Linked DNA regions of Bos taurus: region 1 is linked to region 2. The links are chromatin contacts, called in public Hi-C maps. All regions are on one chromosome and are shown on one strand. The core of a region is the stretch at or near the end of the contact, and the rest is flanking DNA. Distances in the headings are between cores, read along the strand shown. Region 1 has its middle 16 kb from the start of YTHDF3. Region 2 holds the start of GGH (gamma-glutamyl hydrolase).

Region 1 (2,700 bases), core at 169-2,668, 54 kb before region 2:
ACATTCTAGTTTCTAAATTGATAATATTTTGGTGACATTAAGTGATCACAGAAATGTTATTAACTGGAAATGAGAAAAAAAAAATCTTCCAGGAGCAGAGGAAGAATTTCTAATGGACATATTATAAAGTCATAGTGGGACACAGAAATAAAGGCTCCATTTGATTAACTTCTAGAACACTTCTATTCAAGGCATTCTTTACATATATTAAGTTTTTTCTATGATAAGTTTGTTTCTGAAATGTTGGCTTGCAGGATCTCAGTTTCCAACCAGGGGTTGAACCCAGGCCATGGCAGTGAAAGCCCAGGATTCTAACCATCATGCCACCAGGGAATTCCCACCCATTGTTTTATAGCAGTTTTATAGAGAGATAATGAGGGCTTCCATGGTGGCTTAATGGTAAAGAATCTTCCTGCAAGGAGGAGATTCAGGTTTGATCCCTGGGTCAGGAAGATCCCCTAGAGAAGAAATAGTAACCTACTTCAGTGTTCTTGCCTGGGAAATCCCATGGGCAGAGGAGCCTGGCAAACTACAGTCCATGGGGTAGCAAAAGAGTCAGACACGACTGAGCAACTAAACAACAACAACAATTTACATATAAAATCATTCACCCATTGAAAGTGTTCAGTATGTTCAGCCTATTCACAGAGTTGTGCCCCACAGTCAAGGTTTGGCAAATGTTTCCTACTGAGTCTTTCCTTCTCTCTACATGATATGCACCAAGGTCTTCCAAACTTAGCATTTAACACTTGGGCCAAATAATCATCAGCTGTCCCATGCATCATAGGATGCTCAGCAGCACACCCAGCCTTTAACCACAGGCCAGTAACACACCACTCAACCCCAGTTGTGACAACGAAAAATCCTCAGACATTGCCAAATGTCCCCAGGGGTACAAACACATTCCAGGTTGAGAAACTACTGATACGGATGATGCATTCTCTTCCAGATGAACTTTGTCCCCTCAGTTCCTGGTTTTGTTTTCAATGGTCTGTTTAGACACCGGTCTCCAGTCCTCTAGCCTGGAAAATCCCCTGGGCGGAGGAGCCTGGTAGGCTGCAGTCCATGGGGTCGCTAAGAGTTGGACACGACTGAGCAACTTCACTTTCACTTTTCACTTTCACGCATTGGAGAAGGAAATGGCAACCCACTTCAGTGTTCTTGCCTGGAGAATCCCAGGGACGGGGGAGCCTGGTGGGCTGCCGTCTATGGGGTCGCACAGAGTTGGACACAACTGAAGTGATTTAGCAGCAGCAGCAGCAGCAGCACATGACATGGTCTATTCCACACAGATTTTGGGGGGACCAGTGTTCCCAGGTGGCCCCCCGTGGACAGAATCTAACACAGTTCCAGGCCAGCTCTTTCTCACAGGTGCAGCCAAGATCTTGCCCTTGGAAGCGCTTGTCTGTTACCCTCGCAAATTCACAATGGGAACAGCCGCTCTCCTCTCTTCCTAGCCCAAGAGCGGGTAACCTGTAGGTCTCTGCCCAGTGTTCTCCAGTCAAGAGTCAGATACCAGTCTACTAAGTTCCGCTAACCACAGGGATGTCAGTCACACCAGTTCTCAGGGGACCCCACTGAAGACTGACTTGCTTAAGTATGAAGTCATCTCCACTTTTGACCCTGTTACAGCCTAGATGAAAATAAAGCATTCCAAGTCAGGAGCCAGTTTTCACATAATGACGTCGATGTTACTGCAGAGCAGTTTGTCTCCCAATTCATTTTGGTATCTGCTATCTAAGAACCTCGGGAATCTAGTAAATTTCTACTTTTTCATTCTGTTCCACGTTTAACAATGTCACGAATCGTGACATAATTTATAGGGTATTTCACTGAATACAATATGTAACTGTTAAAAAAACTGCTCTTTGAAAAAATGCTCACAACAGAATAGTGATTGAAGAAAGAGCTATAGTAAAACTATGTGTATTTCTAGACAAAAGGCTAGTAGGAATTGTACCTAAATGTTATTTGTGACAGTCTATAGATGGCAGTCTATAGATGACTGATGCTGAAGCTGAATCTCCAATACTTTGGCCACCTGGTGCAAACAACTGACTCATTGGAAAAGACTCTGACGCTGGGAAAGATTGAAGGCAGGAGGAGAGGGGGACAACAGAGGATGAGATGGTTGGATGGCATTACCAACTCGATGGACATGAGTTTGAGCAAGCTCTGGGAATTGGTGATGGACAGGGAAGCCTGGTGTGCTGCAGTCCATGGGGTCCCAAAGAGTCAGACACAACTGAGTGACTGAACTGAACAGAACTGAAGACAGATGGCAGAATTATTTTCTGTTTTAAAATATTTACTTATTTATTTTTGGCTGTGCTGGATCTTCATGGCTGTGTGGGATTTCCTCTAGTTGCTGAGAAAGGGGGCTACTCTCCAGTGGTGGTGCTCGGGCTTATCATTGGGGTGGCTTCTCTTGTTGAAGAGCACAAACTCTAGAGCTTGGGCTCAGTAGTTTGTGGCCACAGGCTTAGTTGTCTGATGGCATATGGGATCTTCCCAGACCAGGAATTGAACCCACGTCTCTTGTGTCTCCTGCATTGGTATGCAGATTCTTGACCACTGAGTCACCAGGGAAGCCCTATTTTCTTTTTCATATTTTTTTCTCTACAAATTTTTTACTGTAAGCCTGTGTTCATTCTTAATGGGAAAAAATGTTATATGAAAATAAAACATGCAAAGTTTAGA
Region 2 (2,700 bases), core at 151-2,650:
AGAAATATGTTTTCTGAAATTCCATCAACGTCATGGACACACAGTCCTATATTTTCTCATCAAAGTATAACAGTTTGCCTTTTACGTTTGTATCTTTACTCACCTAGAGTTTATTTTTGTGTATAATGAGAGGTAATACTTTTTTTCCTATGTGGACAGACAATTGCTCACAACTTCATACTGGTACAGTTTCCTCATCTGTTCATCTGAGTTCAAAACAAGCCAAATATGTAGGGCCTTTCACAAACACATCCATTCAGCTTATCGCTCACCACGCCCTTCCAGAGCAGCATTATTATATTAACAAAGCATACGACATATTGCATTCTCTCTTCTTGAAATACATTCTCTTCACAAATCCTGTTCTCTCTTTTCCTTACAAAACTCCAAACTTCTAAGACGAAAAAACAAGGCATTGCCCAATTAATCTTTGCATCCTCTATATTTGGCCTTGAGTTGATTATCAAATACTCTTCTATTCTGATTTTCACCCTTATAGGTGGGAACTCCCAGTATAAGCCATATCTTTATATTTTGGTTTTCACATAGAAAGAAAAAGCTTACCTTTCATCTACTAGCCCACCAAAACAAGTTCAGTGTTTCTAAATCTCTTTTCAAATTTGAAACAGAAACCTCAAAAAAACTTTTAGTGATTAGGAACCCAAGTCACCCTTTGTGCCCTGTTGGAGAACAGTCTGCTAAAGTTAGGAGGCACCGTGTGCGGGCCTGGCCTGGACTTGTTTTTGTCGTGATGCCAGGAGTGGGCCCCTCCTTGACCCAGTTCTGAGCTGAGGCGATGCTCGTGGGCGTGTTCACATCTATCGGGCTTTCCTCATCTTCTCTTCGTTTGGTCCAGAAGCCTCTACCTGCACGCAAATGGCAGGACGCGGAAACCACCTCCCAAGTCACCAACCATCCCTGATGGAAAGCGGGGGTGTCCAACTCCGCTGCCAGCATTCCTCAAGACGACTTTGGCGCAAAGTTCTCAGGCGACTTCTAGAACCTCTCGCCAGCCTCCCCCGCTGCCTGGTTACCAATCAGGTCAGGCTGCAATCCAGCGCTCCCCACTCGACCGCGGGACCCTGCGCCCCAGTTAGTTCCGGGTGACTTCAGGTCACGTCGAGGAAACAGCTGAAAGGGCGGGCTCGAGTACGCGGATCCCACCGCACTTTCCTGAGCCCCCGCAGACGCCGCGGGGCGGGCTGGGGGCCAGGGGTCCGGGCGGCCGCGGAGCGATGGGGTAGGCGCGGCCTCTGGGTCCCCGGAGTCGCCCGCCCTTGCGGCCCCAGCGCACATGCGCCCGGACGGCCTTTCCCATAGGCCCCCGCGGCGGAGCACCGCCCCCGCCCGACGCCCTCGAGCGGCCGGGTGACAGCAGCTGCCTCACTCTGCTGCTCGCCGGTAGTGCCTTTGAAAGCCGGCGGGAGGCGGCGAGCGCAATGGCGAGACTGGGTCGCCTGCTGAGCGTGTTGGGTCTGGTTCTGTGCGGGGCGACGGGCCTCGGTCTGAGCGCCCCTCCCGCGCCTACCCCCAAGAAGCCCATCATCGGTAAGGAGGCGGCCAGGGCTGGGGCTGGGGCTGGTGAGCCGGGAGCGCGCCCTGGGCGCTTCCAGCTGCTGCGCTTCGGCAGGTGCGTCCGGTCCTGGAAACATCCAAGCCTAGGGATAGGATGTGTGACTTCCTAGCCCAGGGGTCAAACCCTCATTGAGATCCTGCTGAAATATACCTAGGTAATGCTCGTTGATTTCCCGCACATCCTTAGCTCTTAAAATTGGAAGGGAGGAGCATGCACCGTGAAGAATCCTGAGGATGGTTTTTGTGTTTGTACTCATTTGGAATTTCTGCGGAGAAGGCAATGGCAACCCACTCCAGTACTCTTACCTGGAAAATCCCAGGGACGGGGGAGCCTGATGGGCTGCTGTCTATGGGGTCGCACAGAGTCGGACACGACTGAAGCGACTTAGCAGCAGCAGCAGGAATTTCTGCTAACTAAACCTTCTGTATTCATGCATTATCTTTATTAAAATTTCACTGGTTGAGGGCTCATTTCGAGGAAAAATGCAAAATCGAATTGACTAGATAATTGGGAAATTATGGTATACCTGGCCTTTGTCCTCTTTGGCAGCGGAGGGCAGCCGTGGCTCCTGTGATCCTAGTAGCAATTCTGTTTTGTGTTAAAGTAAAACAAGTCATTTTTCTTTTTCAACACACTTAATGTTCTATAAAGGGAGTAAAATCAATTTGAATCGCCAGAACAAACATTTAAGACTGGGGCAAGGGAAAGCAACCCTGGAGAAATCAGCTCGTATTTGAAATGTGCAAAAAAGTAATTTGTGGGCGGACAACTAGAATTGATTTCATTTTAGCTGGTAGTATTGTTATGCCTTTCATTCTGTTTTTTTTTTTTTTTTTCCCTTTATTTCCCACGAAAATGGGCACTGTATTCTGTAACTAAATAGAAAGTAGTTGAGCATTTTTTTCATGGATATTGGTAGTGTCCATTTTTATGTATGTTGTGTATCAATATTTGGAACTTGGGATGCATTATTTCATAATCTATGTAAAATAGTGGTTAAAATCTTCAAAGGGAATTAACTCAAAATGAAATCCTATGTAGGTTTACTGGGTGGCTCAGTGATAAAGAATCCGTCTGCCAATACAGGAGATGCAGGAGATTCAAATTTGATCTCTGGGTCAAGA

Evidence for each region. A called contact is a pair of places that touch in the nucleus more often than the background predicts.
Region 1: a Hi-C map of liver shows a contact between it and region 2, with 2.1 times the contacts expected there. The contact joins the enhancer-like site here to the promoter of GGH in region 2. A contact is called at or near these places in 2 of 11 Hi-C or Micro-C datasets (liver and skeletal muscle).

The regions. Positions count from the first base shown.
Region 1 is chr14:28,123,564-28,126,263 of ARS-UCD2.0, reverse strand. No RefSeq gene overlaps it. Among named protein-coding and RNA genes, the nearest start is that of YTHDF3, 16 kb to the left of the region's middle. Within about 2 kb of position 1,418, at least 5 of the 102 cell types and tissues checked have an H3K27ac peak or open chromatin away from gene starts, as enhancers often do. A contact at or near this core is called in liver, where this site is marked.
Region 2 is chr14:28,069,075-28,071,774 of ARS-UCD2.0, reverse strand. It overlaps GGH (gamma-glutamyl hydrolase), which reads left to right and starts at 1,400. Exons shown (of 9, transcript NM_001105394.1): 1 at 1,400-1,548. The coding sequence starts at 1,440. LOC132342198 (a long non-coding RNA gene) reads right to left here and starts at 1,296. Exons shown (of 2, transcript XR_009490484.1): 1 at 565-1,296.